2 separate regions of the Cricetulus griseus genome follow, and region 2 is linked to region 1. A link is a contact called in public Hi-C data. All regions are on one chromosome and are shown on one strand. Each heading gives the region's core, a stretch centred on a gene start, on an enhancer-like site or on the middle of the called end of the contact. The rest is flanking DNA. Distances are from core to core; before and after follow the strand shown.

What was found. Hi-C and Micro-C count contacts between places; a contact is called where the count stands out from the background.
Region 2: a Hi-C map of fibroblasts shows a contact between it and region 1, with 1.9 times the contacts expected there. The contact joins the enhancer-like site here to the promoter of Utrn in region 1. A contact is called at or near these places in 2 of 8 Hi-C or Micro-C datasets (the CHL-YN cell line and fibroblasts).

What each region holds. Positions count from the first base shown.
Region 1 is chr2:276,000,935-276,008,383 of CriGri-PICRH-1.0, reverse strand. It overlaps Utrn (utrophin), which reads right to left and starts at 3,582. Exons shown (of 74, transcript XM_027402014.2): 1 at 3,447-3,582. It overlaps LOC118238364 (vegetative cell wall protein gp1-like), which reads left to right and starts at 2,970. Exons shown (of 4, transcript XM_035440387.1): 1 at 2,970-4,659; 2 at 6,324-6,544. The coding sequence starts at 3,437. The coding sequence ends at 4,279.
Region 2 is chr2:276,072,659-276,080,107 of CriGri-PICRH-1.0, reverse strand. All of the region lies in intron 2 of Utrn (utrophin), which reads right to left. Among named protein-coding and RNA genes, the nearest start is that of Utrn, 72 kb to the right of the region's middle. Within about 2 kb of position 4,182, at least 3 of the 6 cell types and tissues checked have open chromatin away from gene starts, as enhancers often do. A contact at or near this core is called in fibroblasts, where this site is marked.

The sequences.
Region 1 (7,449 bases), core at 2,333-4,832:
GGGTATGGTGACTCACAGCTACCTGTCCAAAAATTTAAAAGAAACTAAAAGGGCTGAGGACGTGATTCAGTGATATAGGACTTACCTATTATGCACACGGCTCTGGGTTTGATCCCCAGAACTACAAAAACAAACAACAACATTGACCTCAAAAGAGACCAGGGAAAAAGGATGGCAGCCTGGCCATTTGCCAAACAGTTTTTTACCTGGAGTGGACCAGTAACCCCAGCAGGAGAATCAGGAATTCATATACACTCCCTGCTATACAGAGAGTTTGAGGCAAGCCTGGGATACATGAGATGGAAAAACAAACAAACAAAAACAAACTTCACCCAAAGAATATCATCATAAAATTTTATATTCCTATCTACAACTACAAAACTGTGAAAGAGTTGCTAAACTTTTATGTGTATCTTAATATTTTTAGAGACCCAGAATCTTGTTCAGAGAATATATAAACATGTTATTATGGAAAATCCCAGTTGTCTAAGGAAAATTCTCTTTCCTGGAATGAAGTTCCTTCAAGAGACAAGTCCAGTGCTCTCCTTTAGAACTAGTTTTATCCAGGGACCTCCACATTAAGGCTTCTCAAAAAGTTTTCCACTCTACTAAAAAGGCACCTGCCACTAAGCCTGATCACCTCTGCATGTGTGCAATGGGACTTGCTCCCTCTTCACACATACAATCAATAAATATTTTAAATGCATTTTTAAAAATGTATGTGTAAATGCTTGCCTTATGAGTGTATGTAGTGTCCAAGGAGGCCAGAAAAGGGCATAAGAAAGTGAACCTGGACTGTCTCTTAACCACTGAGCCATCTTTAAATTTCTTTTAAAGAAAAAAGGTAACCTACACAGAGCTTCCTTTCATTTCCATATGACTAATAACACTTTTTCGTTATAATGTTTCATTCTGCCATTCTCCTTGGGATAAATTTTCCTAAGTCCTCTTCTTGATAATGCAAATGCCTACTACACTTCAAAATCATAGCAGAAAAAGTGATCAAGGAACTAGAAAAGAATGAAGACAGCTGGGCGGTGGTAGCCCACGCCTTTAATCCCAGCACTCGGGAGGCAGAGGCAGGGGATATCCGAGAGTTCGAGGCCAGTCTGGTCTTCAAAGAGAGTTCCAGGACAGTCTCCAAAACCTACAGCGAAACCCTGTCTCAGAAAAACAAACAAACAAAAAAAACAAAAACAACAAAAAGAATGACGAGGAAAGACACTAACAGAAGATCATTTAAACATTTAACAGCCACTAACTCTTGTTGCCATTAATGTCCCAGGAGTTCCAATTTCAGTAAGAAAGTTTAAGAATACTTCCTTCCAAACTACCAAGTGCAAGCCAGCCGTGGTGATACAACACCCATGGCTCAAGCTACTTTGGAGGCTGAAGCAAGCTCAAGGCCAGTCTGGGCCACATAATGAGAGCTGTCTCAAAATACATAAATAAAATGCTACGATAATTAGCTGTGGGAACAGAAACGAAGCTTCCTTAACAGCAATGGGCCCCAAAGAGGCTCGGCTTGCACACCTATGGAATGGAAGGAGCCACACTCCACACATATAAGGGAGAAACTAGAGGTGAATGACCTCGAGGTTGTGCAAGGAACCCTACACAATTGCTGCCAGGTCTCCTCCCTCTAAATGACAGTGGTGAAGTTTAGAGAAAGGTTCTCGCACTGAAACCCACCCACCCACCTACATGCACCAGTTTCTCCTTCAGGGTTGATGCTTCTCTGTTTGTTACACAGACCAGAACGCCAGAAATGGCGGCTTTAGAGGCAAAAGTTCAAGAACATACAACATTCAAAAAGTGTCATTATAAAAGAATATTCAACCATGTGCAGCTGTGACGGAAAGCTGTTAAATCTTGCAAAAACTATTCACTCACTAGTAACGAAAAGCTAGGAATGCTGGAGAGAGTGGTGAGGGAAGCGGAGGAACAAGTTTGCCATTCCACTTGTAAAGGAAACCGCTGAGTGCCAAGAACTGCCATTCACACTAGGAAGCGCTCCAGGGAAGGTTAATACCACTGTGATTAATGCTGTTTACAGGCGCAATAAATTTTGGATAAACACCCAAAGGAGAGTTAAAGCGCTATCTCGAAGGTCTCATAAATGCTGGTGAAAGGGACGGGGGGGGGGGGTGGCTTCAGCGCGAATGGCCCTCGCCCTCACCGCCTGATATCCTCAGGCTGAACGACCCACGAGCTTCGAATTCCTCCAGCTCACGAAGGCCCCAATGCTACCCGTAGGCTGCGTCCCCGGCGCCCACCAGCAGCCAGCCACCGAGAGTCCAGCCTGACTTCAGAGGCCCAGGACAAGTTCAAACCGAATGGATGCTGCTGCTGCCTCGCCATCCAGGAGATGCCTTCTCGTCTGGAATTCGTGCACTCTGGCCAAGGCGCACCCTCCCAAGCAACTCTTGGAGAGCCCACCTCTCTAGATAGTGGTGACCCAGGTGATCTGGAGGCTAGGAGGATAAAGGATGCTCCCTCGGGGACACTCCAGAAAGTGCAGCCCGGAATTACACCCAGGAGCTCTAATTTGAGGGTTCAAAAAGGCCAGGTCCCTGGCTCTCAGGGGTCACACACGTTTTCTCCTCCCCTTGAAAATAACCCTGGAACGCCACACGGTCGGAATCTAGGGACTTGAAAAGTCTCTGAACAATGTGCCTTCTAAAAGTTGCACAGCTCACAATTAGTTCTTTGTTGGTTTTGTAAGTGGCCTTGGGCAAGCAGAGAGCCTCAGACCCAGGCCAAAAGGGGGCATGAATTACCTTGTCAGTTGCAGTTAAGGGATGCCAAGAGTCCGGAAAAGCAGGCGACCGGGACTGTGCACCAATGAGGTATCCCCCTATCCCCGTCAGCCTCTCCAGAGCTGCTTGCAGGGAGCTGGCGATCTCGCCACACTGGGGCCCCACCCTCGGGAATAGCAACCACACAGAGGTCGAGCACGCCCCCAGCCTGGAGGCCGGCAGGGAAGCGCTCCCCAAGCCACTGACCGCACAACCGCCCTCCCCACCCTCTCCTCCGAGACACCGCCCGGGCCCCGCCTTCCCGGAATCTGAGGTGTGTGACAGGCTCTCTTGAAGAGGCCACGTACCCTCTTGTAGACTACTAGCCCTGCTCGCCCGCTCAGGACGATGAACGAACTGAAGACACCCTCTCTCCTCAGGAAGGGACAAGACGGACAGCACTGAACCAGCCCGAGAAATTTGAGACCTTGGCGACAAGTAGATTCCCACCTTCTCATCCCAGCTCCCTCCCGCCCAGGATGGGGGCGCTGAGCTCCCAGGGAAAGTGCAGAAGTTGGCCAGCCTGCTATTTCTGGACCGGGTGGAGGAACCGCAGAAAGGTCCCACCTCCTCTCAGCCCCCGCCCGGTTCCCTCGGGGACTGCGGTCACATTACACAGCCCGGAGCTTCAATAATGCATGGGCTTACCTGCTCGCCAAGTCCCTGAGGCCCAAGGGCTTCTCTGGGCGTGTTCGGGTCTCAGGAAGCCTGGTGTGCGGGAGCCTACGTTGGGCGATGCGAGGATTTTGGTTTTGCTTTTTCTTTTCTTTTTTTTTTTTTTAATGAAACGTGGAAAGTCAGACAAGATCCGAAAAAGGGGGAGGGGGGGAAGAAGAAGAAGAAAAAAAAAGAAAGAAAAGAGCTTGACACCCGATTGGAAACGCCCCCTGACTTGTGCAATCTTCCTGCCCTGTAGTTCCGCCAAAAACAAAACAGTCCAAACGCTAGCCAGGGGCAGGCGCGCGCTGGAGTTTTCCGTTTGCAGGAATGACTCGAAAGAAAAGGGGCACCACTCGCCGAGGTCGCCTGATCGGCTGAGGGAACCCGCGGCTCCTCCTTGGCCCTGGGCGGGAGAAATCCCGCGCCCGGCGCTGCCGGCTCCCCTCCTCCGGGGAAGGGCGACTCCACAACTTTGTGCGCGAGAGCAGCTCGCGGATCCGACTCCTCCTCCCGGTCCTCCCCCGCCGCCGCCGGCCCCTTTGTTGGAGAGCGAGGGTGGGGCGCTGCTTGGTCAGCCCGCCACCCCGGGAAGGGGGCTCGCGTCTCCGGCAGGGTTAGCCCAGCCCAGGAGCCGTGAATCCCGCAGGTCGGAGCCGCCTCCCGCTCCCGCCGCCTTGGCGCTCGTGCGCCCTCGGCACCCCGGCCCTAGCAACTTTGTTCCGGGAGAGATCAGTCCCTCTCGGCTCCCGGATCGGCCCTGCCCCTGCCTAGGAAGCCACCGCCGGCCGGGCTCTCAGAACGTGGCGCCTCGGGTCACCTGACCGCGCGCCCGGTCAATCAGCGTTAGCCCTAAGCGCCCTCCCAGCCCGCAGTAGCTGGCCCGGTGAGGTGCGCGGTGCGGGAATCCGGAACCAGTCGTGCGTGCTAAGAGCCAGAAGCTGGAATAGGCATTTGGGCGCACGCACCGTGCCCCTTATTCAAATTGTGCAAAAATGTGTGTCACGCCCCCCTAGGCACACTCTGTTAAGGTGTCTTTTCTTTCTTTCTTCTTTTCTTTCTTTTTAGGTAAATCTGGACCTGCTTGCCAATTCATCCCATCTCAGTTTACTGACGTTGTTGAGCCTGGGGTTCTAAATTCAAGGATATATTTATTTTATGCAATTGTCTTAGCCTTGTTTAAATGCTGTGAAAATAACTCCAGGTGCACTTATATTTTCATTAATATACACAAATAGTGCTGGTTCTGACATTTACATTTTTTTACTGTGTGTGTTTGTGTGTGTGTGTGTGTGTGTGTGTGTGTGTGTGTGTGTGTGTGTGTTCATGCACTTGGTGCATGGATTGGGGACACGGCACTACAGAAGTCAGAGAACAACTTTGTACAGTTACCTCCTTACACCTTTATGTGGGATACAGGGATCCAACTCATGTCTTCAGGCTTCAGTACTAGACAGGGGCTTTACCAACAGCACCATCTGTCAAACCTTTTTTGTTTTTCTTTCTATTTTTCCAAGCAACCATACATTGTTTACAGAACTTGTTGCAATCTTACCGGGTTAGCCAAAACATATCTAGGAATACATAACTTTGTATTATGTGTGCATTGTTTCTTACTACACATTTCATTCTGATGAGTTCCTGTGACTGTTTTCATGATCACGCTTGGAGGGGAAGGAACAAAAATAGCAGCCAAAGTCCTCGGCTAGTATAAACAAAGAGGAAAGCATGGCTGATGACTGAGTGCTGGCTTATTGCTTCCTTAATACTTAAGGGTTAATTTATGAGCCAGTAAAAATAACTCACTTGCCTTGTGTTAATTACCAGTTGAAAACCTCTGGGGTCTTGAAGTACTGAGGGCTGGGACAGGAGGAAGTCCTGGAAGAGTTTTCCTTGTTAAGTCTCTTATTTAGCAGCTTCACTTTTGAGGATTCCCTTCATATAAGCCAGATAGACTCTAAACACCAACTGGAAATTGATATGGCTTTCTCATTTACCTCCATTCCTTCCTTTATTGAGCATCAGTATGGGGTCTGCCAGGGTGGATGATACACAGAAATCCAACATAGATCTTGCCCTTTTAAGGCAAGAATTCTAAAGGTTCTTTAGAATGTAGAATTCAGTAGGTGAGATAAGACACGGAAGCAAATATATGCAAGACTCATGACATCAGATCAAGTGTGCTATGTAGATTGCTATCACTGTGACAAAATGACTGACTAAACAACTTAAACAGGAGAGATTTGTGTTAGCTCTCAGTTTCAGGGGATTCAGGCTGAGAGTAGCTGGATCCATTGCTTTGGACCTGAGACAAGGCAGAACATAATGGCAGCAGAGCATGTTCCAGAGTCTGCACACTCTGTGGCTGTCACAAAACAGAAACCTAAACAGAGGGGCCCAGAACAAGATCCAGTCCCCAAAGACATGACTCCGGTAACCTACTGCATCCAAGGAGGCCCCACCTCCAATGAATCATGCACCTACCAAGTGACTTAATCCCTCTTCTAGGTCAAAGACCTCAGAATGCAACTGTCCTTCAGTAATTGACTGGATTTACCAATTAAGGACTGAGCCTCCAACACGTGGACCCTTCACACAGACACTTCCTACCCAGATGGTAGCAGTGGTAGAGTTGATAGAAATTTAGAGTTCCTCCTTTTAAAATAAGGAGAAGAGTCTAGAAAGATAACTCAGTGGTTAAAATTGCTTGCTGCTCTTGCTGAGGGTCTGGGTTTGGTTCCCAGAACCCATATCAGATGACTCACAACCTCTAAGGGATACAACCTCCTGGCTTTCACAAGTGCCCTCCCACAAATGCACAGAGACACATTAATAAAAGTGAAATAATTCTGTTTTTTTTTTTTTCAGAAAAGATAATGGAGGGATTGGGAATGTAGCTCAGTTGATAGAATGGTTGCTGGGCGTTCGGGAAGCCCCAGGTTTGATCCACAGCACCACACACTGACCATTGCTGACACTCACCATCCCACCTCCTTGGAGGCAGAAGCAGGAGGATCAGAAGTTCAAGGCCAGCTTCAACAATATGGCAAATTTGAGCCATCGGCTTCAGTGATGACAGAAGATACCTGGTAATTTGAACAAACCTATGTTGTGGGTCAAAAAAGAAAAAAAGGCTTGACACAATGTCCAAGAGTTCTCAAGCTGGTCTTTTTCTTTGGCAAGTGAGAAAACCACATTTGGCAGGAGACTGTGACTACAAAGGGCTATATATCCCTAAGAGCAGTCATTGTGAGCCCTTTACAGCACCCTCATTTTGAGAGATTGTGGACACTGGTCTCTAGGAGGTATGGGTAACCATTCACACACCTGCATCCAGCAAGCTACCTGTAATGCATGCTGGATAGGCAGTGACCTACTACAGGAGTACCCCTCTGCCCACAGTGGCTGCTGGTCAGTCACTATGGGGCATATGGGGATAGTGATAGGAATATGGCTCTAGGCCTACTATTAACCCAAAATCAGAATTACCCTAAGTCACCATTGAACAATAAAAAGGGAAGACATTTATACTGCTGTTACTGTGGTAAGGAGACACTTTTACAGAAGGTATGATGTCATAGTAGATGTACAGATTAACATATAAAAATATATGCATGTGTACATTCCATACATTTACTATATGGGCATGATTCACATAAATACAGGGGACTGTGTATTAATATTAAAGCCCCAAAGCAAATGTAGTTTGCTAACCCTGTGCAATAACATATAAATACAATTGGACATGGTGAAATATGCCGTCATTCTAACTACTTGGAAAACTGAGGCATGAGGATTGCAAGCTTGAGGTCAACCTGAACAACTCTGTGAGAGGCTCTGTGCAAATAAATAGACCAGGGGTGTTGCTCAGCCGTAAAACATTTGCCTAGCATGTGCAAGGCTCTAGGTTGAATCCTCAGTATCAAGAAAAGACAGACAGAGAATAAGTATAGATGCAGGGTTTTTTTTTTTTTAGAATAATAGAAACATGAGG
Region 2 (7,449 bases), core at 2,933-5,432, 71 kb before region 1:
TCCAGGACAGCCTCCAAAGCCACAGGGAAACCCTGTCTCGGAAAAAAAAAAAAAAAAAAAAAATAGTGTGGTGATGGAGGCCTGTAATCCCAACCCTTGGGAATTAGAGGGAGGAAGATCAACTGCCAACCAGTCTGGGGCCAGTCTGGGTTTAAGAAAAAGAAAGCAACAACAAAAACTTTATAATCAACCAGTACTGGCAAGATGAGTATTTGCTAAGAAACACAATCTAGTCAACTTAAAGTAAAGTAAGATGCCCCGAGTTTCCACTGAAGCCCTGAGATCAAGGGTGCTAGCTTGGAACTCTTATCTGATCCTCCTGTCCCATGGATTGTTCTGTTTCTGTGGATTAAGGACAGTGAAAAACTCAATTCTGTTAATAGGAAAATGTCCACCTTAGAACACACAAGAGAAAGACCGTTTGAACAACTGAAGTGTCTGTTCTAGAACTCTGAGGACAGGAAGGGGCTAGATATAAAACCCTGTTTGGTGATACTAAATTGTTGGGCTTCACTGTCTTCCAGCATAGTTGCACCAACTCAGAACATATATTAAAAAATGAATTCACAGAAGTGATCTTACTAGATTCCGAAGAGCAGATTAACTTAACAAATAACAGGGATCAAGATGCTAATAACATATCATCATGGGCAAATGAGGGGATTTGGCAGGAACCAAAGTACAGGCTCCAAGCCTGCTGCTGGGATCATTCAAAGCAGGAAGTGGTGGGTGAAAGGGGGTTGGGAGCAACTGGCCTCCAAATTCCACACCTATGAGTCCTCTTCTCCTCTAGATAGTCTTCTCTTCCCACAGGTGGCAGAGGGACAGGGAAGAGGGCAGTGAACCAAGGAATCTATACACTTCTACCATAGTGCACATCACTAATAAAATTTGAAATCTACAAATTACATCCCCTTTTCTTTTTAAAGATAGGGTCTCATGCAGCACACAGGGTAGCCTCCAATTCAAACTCTTTGTGTAGCCAAGGATAACAATGGGTTCCTAATCCTTCATTACAGAAGTGAGCTAACACACCTGACTTGTGTGGTGCTGGGGACTGAAGTCAGGTCTCATCTCATACATACTAGACAAGCCCTCTGACAACTCAGCTATATCCCCAACCCAAAAATGTACTCTAATCATAAAAAATGGAAACATGTGTTTATCTTTTTAAACAAGTTCTCAGGTTTCTTTTAAGTAAAAAACTAGAGAGAGAGAGAGAGAGAGAGAGAGAGAGAGAGAGAGAGAGAGAGCGCATGTGTTGTGTACATCAATGCACAAATCAGAGCACACAAGTGGAGGTCAGAGGACAACTTGGAGGAGTCAATTCTCTCCTCCCACCATCAATTCCAGGTACAAAACTCAGGTCATCAGGCTCACATAGCAAATACCTCTACCTCCTGAGTCATCTTGCTGACCTGGAACCTCATTTTTAACACATAGTGACTTAACTACTCATGTCCCACTAAGCTATATGTTTTAAATTGATCATATATGAGATAAATGAGATGAATGAGAAATGAAAGAAGACATCAACAATGACAAATATTTATATAGTACTCACTGTCAGCAAGCCTGGCTGCTATACCTTACATTAGGGCTCCCAGCTGAGACATATGACAATGTCTAGAGATTATTTATAGGGCACTCAAAAGTTAGCAGGGCATTTATTCATTTATGAGCTGGCATCCTTTCTGATCATCTGGCCTTCAATCTGATTGCGCAAGGGTTGTGCCATAACTGTTAAATATTTTGAATGATAACTTCTACCTGAGAGGGCTACAAGTAACTAAAACAAATATACAAATATATGTCTTATGAGACCTAAGGTGTTGATAAGTCATTACTACAGAGTAACTCAAAGAGATTAGACCCATGTTTGACTTCAAAATAGCCTTCTCCTCACCAGGTTCAGAAGGGGATTGAAGGGGGAATGTCCTTCTGTATATATGTTTCTCTTTTTGGCTGATGAATAAAACACTAATTGGCCAGTAGCCAGGCTGGCCAATAGCCTGGCAGGAAGGATAGGCAGGAACCAGATGAGGAGAAGCTGGGGAGAGGAGGCAGAGAGAAGCTGCCAGGGAGACCCCATGCTGCCGAAGGAGTAATATGCCAGATTACAGCTAAGCCACAACCCTATGACAATACACAGTTTAATAGAAATGAGTTATGAATTAAGAGAAAGCTAGCCAGTAAGAAGCCTGAGCCATCAGTCAACAGATTCTAATTAATATAGCCTCAGTGTGTTTATTTGGGGCTAAAGAGTGGCGGGACTAGGCTGGAATGAAACTCCAACTACAGGTGATGATATTAGATACAGACACCCATGTCATAAGTATTCACATATGTTTGGTGAATGTGTTGCAACTATGACATAGAAGGAACCAAAAGTTCTGTGTCTGAGCACACTCAAAAAGAATTCAAATCAAAATGGGCACATTATAAATAATATCTCTGGTATAAATTTTTAAAAACTTAACACTAACTCTTGAGGAGTTTTTTGGATTTGTGTTAATAACTTCATGAAGAATATATCAATAGCAGTTCATTTGTTTAACAAATACAGCAATAATATTAAGGTCTTAAACTAAGGCAGAGGGGAGTGGAATCTCAGAACCATCTTCACAATTTTTCTATAAATCTAAAATCATCCTAAATGGAAGGTAAAAAAGCAGACTGGCAATATGTTTAGCGGGTAAAGTTGTTTGCCACCAACCCTGACAAGCTGCATGCAATGTTCAGAGTCCATATGGTAGAAAACGAGAACTCATCCCCACGAATTGCCCTCTGGCCTCCATATTCATGTCTGGCCATATTCATGCACATGCATACACATCTGCACCACGCCAAAAAGGAAGAAAGAAAGAAAGAAAGAAAGAAAGAAAGGAAGGAAGGAAGGAAGGAAGGAAGGAAGGAAGGAAGGAAGGAAGGAAGGAAGGAGGAAAAAAGCACAAAGAATAAAAGAGCTGGGGAATGAAGAAGAAATATACTTTAAGGATTAAAATGCAAATAATAAATTACAGTGAGTTTTCTCAAACATAAAAGAAAGCAAGAACTGGTGACCTACACCTGGAATCCCAGCATTAGGATCAGAAGTTCAAGGTCAGTCTGGCAAGCTTGGCAATGTTTCTCAGTCACCAAAAACTGACTCTATCGTGCCAGTCAAGCAGCTGGAAGCCAGAAGCAAGGCAGATGTGCTCGCTTTCACTCTATTTTGGTGGAACAAAATGAGAGAACAGGATTTTTCAGGCTGAATGGGTGTTCCAACTCCAACCTGCTCCCTTTAACCTACAGTCATTTCCGCAGAAGAGCCTTTTCGAATGTTAATTAGTTTTCCAATTTTAACCCACTTGAACAGCAAAACAGTGCCCTCTTGACCAGGTTGCTTAGAGCTGCAACTCTTTTTTCCCCATCACCCCTGCAATCTGCCTGTTGGCTGGCACTTCTCACTAAGTGCCAGGATGTTGATATTAGTAGCACTCACACCCACCACCTTTCTACAGGACTGGTCTAGATCTCAAAACCATCACTCAAGTGTGAAATGAGGTCCAAGGCACCTCAGTGATGCTCCTGCACTGCTAACTCAGGACAAATGCCTATCACCTACTCTGTGCACTGTCTGCAAAGTGTGCTGTGACCCTGGGCTACCAGTGAGTAGAATCAATACATTTAAACCAGATTTAGGGCCAGAGATTCGGCTCAATTGGAAGACTCCTTGCCTGGCCGGCACAAAGCCCTGTTTTTGATCCCCAGCACCACATAAATCAGACACTGTGTCATGTACCTACCTGTAACCCAGCATTCTAAATACATGAGACTCTGCCTCAAAAATGCAAAAAGAATAACAACAACAGCAAAAAAAAAAAAAGCCACACACACACATACAAAACTATTTAAACCACTGCAATGCTTCCACTAACAGTCTTAAGACCAAGGAAACAGCAGGCAGGCACTCTATGCATGTTCACCAGATCATTTTTCCCCCCAATTCTTGACCAGGTGTAACACAACTCAAGAAAGATAAGCAGATGAAAAAATAAAATAGAAACTTAGAAACTAATGCTTGCAATCCTTTCCAACGCATACCCAACAAGCTAGGAATTAGTCATCCTAAGACACCAAGCCAGCACTACTTCCTGGCACAACATACAGACACACCCTGACTGTGCTTTCCTTTTTTCACACTAGTGACTCAGAGTTAGAGTCTTCTCTTTTCTTCTTCTCACTTACATGCTTTCAACAGGATCTCACTATGTAACCCTGGTTTGCCTAGACCTTACTACCTAGACCAGTCTGGGTTGCAGCGATACCCCTGCCTCTCCCCACCAAGGGCTGGCATTAAAAGTATACAGGATCATGCAACGCTCTACATATTTACAACCATCTTCACTAATTCAAATGCCTCTCAGAGGACTGGCAGCTGCTATGCTGAAAGGGTGAGTTATAACAAAGGAAAGGGGATCTGCTTGAACTGTAAGCTTCCTTGGCAAAAGAATCCAGAGCTACAAATACCAGGAAAGGGGTTAGTGCCTTGGACCAAGCAGAAGCTGAAGGCATACAGTCCTGAAGTCAACAAGAAAATAGGCCAGCCAGGTCAGAAGCCAGAAGTCCAACCTTGGCTTTAAGTTCTCAACAAGGAGCTGGTTGTACCAAGAGAAAAGGGTCAGTTCTGGTGCGATAAGAGCGCCTTGCTTCTTGAAGGGCCAGGCAGATGGCTATCTGGCAGTACGTTCCCTGATGATGTGCAAGTGAACTGCAAGAATCTGTGCTTGGTGTTTTTCTTCCAAGTACCTTGGAGCCAGCCTCCTACAGTATCTGGAGCAGCAACATTCAACAGCATCCATCAGGTTTCTAGACTACGGTGACAGGTCTCCTCCAGTTGGAGAAATAACCCTACTTGCAGACTAAATAAAGCTATTTATACAAGGCTCCAGAAAGCAAATAGGTCACATTGCAGTGAAAGGCATGGGTGATTCTAAGTGCCCAGTTTCTCTGCCTGCCTGCAAACCTGCAATCAGAAGAGGAGGGGAGGGGGATCCTTACTGAACAAATGAAAGTGAGCTTTGCAACCAGCAAAAACACTTTGGGCATCATGCCACCATCATATCCTCCAAACAACTGCAGTCCACTTGTCCTATACTGGTTTGTGTTTCCTGCCATGCAAGTATCTGCAGATAAATGAGCCTAGCATTGAAGGCCCAATGCCTTGACATGAAAAATTCCTCAGGGATCTGGATTGCAGAACAGGAACAGATCAATACACAGTGAATGTTGACAAACAAGGAGTCTGATTTAAACAAAAGTCTCATCTTCCTTAAATACCTAGACATATCTTTTTCTAGATTAGCTTCAAAGACTCCATTATCATAAATGGTCACCATTTATTATAATACTTCCCTCAATCAGGCTAAGACAAGCAATGTGTATAGTATATATGCACATTCCTTTACAGGACAGGGTGAGTCTTCAAAGCTTACCTTGAAGATTTTATTAATTTATTGTATAGTAAGTGTACGTATGTGTGTGTGCCTGAATGAATGTGTGTATGTCTGTGTGTGTGTGTGTGTGAGAGAGAGAGAGAGAGACAGAGAGAGAGAGAGAGAGAGAGACAGAGACAGAGAGAGAGAGAGAGAGAGAGAGAGAGAGAGAGAGAGAGAGAGAGAGAGAGAGACGGCACTTTTATAGTTCAGAAAAGACCATTAGGTCTCTGGGATCAAGACTTATGGATGGTTACGAGCCACCCCATATGGGTGCAGAGAGCTGAACCTGGGTCCTCTTCAAGAGCATCAAGTGATCTTAGCCACTGAGTCCTCCCTCCAGCCACTGGCATCACTGAGTTCAGTATCAACAGAACTGGTATTTAATTTCAAGTCCCACTCCACAGCCTCCTTCTCCTAACCCTAACAGGCTCCATAGTATATGGAAAGTAGGCCTTAAATAATTCTGGGTTTACCATCCATATGAAATTAATTATCAGTATATGAAAATGTAATAAAATATTGAGGGTACCTAAATAATGACTAGTCTCAGCATGGTTTAGGATGACAGCTGTCTCCACAGCAGCCAAACAGAAAGGAAAAAATACGGGGTCTATGTCCAAATCTCAAACCTCCATCTCAGAGATCAGCAAAATAATGCCTATCTTTTAAGTTAGAGGTTAACCATCTTAAAACCCAAACAAAATTAAAGCAAGTTATTCAAAAATCTACCATTTTCTGTAGAAAATTCTTTTGGAATCAGTAAGAGTTTCGAAACCAGAGACGCAAGCCAGCAGAAAAAAACGGGCCCCAAGGTAGGAAAAGACGATTTGTCCTGAGAACCAATAAATATGCACAGAAATTCTACCTCACAATAAAACAAATTCAACACTGGCTCACCTACCCTCTGTGGGTGGCAGTTTAGTAATAAAATCACAATAGTCTTCACAACAGCCCAGTGAGCTAATGTGGAAATATTCGCAATCGCAACTGTCAGTTATTTGTTTGTAGTTTAGTTTCACTTAGCTTTGTTTATTTTGTTTATTGTTTGTTTTTGTTTTTTCAAGACAGGGCCTTTAAACCCAACACTGAGGAAGCAGAGGCAGGCAGATCTCTGAGTTCAAGGCCAGCCTGGTCTACAGAGTGAGTTCCAGGACAGCCAGGGCTACACCGTATCTCCCCCCCCCAAAAAAAAAAAAAAAACACCATTAGATTTGAATCAAAAAGTTTGTTAAAATGAAATGTTCCTCCAACTCAAGAGCAATTCCACCAGCATGGCCACTCTCATTCCCTGCTGGGCTCACAGTCCACATTTCAATTACTCTGGCTTACACAGAAAGCCTGACCTGTGTTCCTCGGCACTAGACTAGGATTTCACCTCACACAATGGTGGAACTAGGCTATGACTCACCTTCCTCCTCCAAACAATGCCAGTCCTAGCACAGTGGGAAAAAACTACTTAGAGTTGCCAGTTCACTGAACTGTTGAAATTAAGGTCAAAGTGTTGAGACAGGAATGAGGGGGCCACAGGGCCCAGATCCTATCAGATTCCCACACACTCCCTAACATGGCTTTCCAACAAGTTCTGAATTTGCTAATGATTGAAACAGGAAGCACCTGGTACCTTCCAGGCATAGGTCAGAGAAGTAAAACCATAAAACAGACCCAGGACCAGTTGCACGGTGTCAAGGGGGGGGGGTTGGGAACCACAAAATGATGGGGTGCAAAACTTCAGTTTGAACATTTTTTTAAGTACCATACTAACATGTTTTTTTTCTTATTCCTAGACATTAAACAGAAAAGAAAGTCCAAATCCATTATCAACGGATTCATGTGTTAATCAATTACACAACTTATTCCTTTTATTTACCTGGAGCTATTATAAAACATGCAAATCCTAAAATCTATCCCCTGGGGAATTCTGGCAGGTAGTCCTAGTCACCAAGATTCAGTGATCCACATAGTTTGTGGC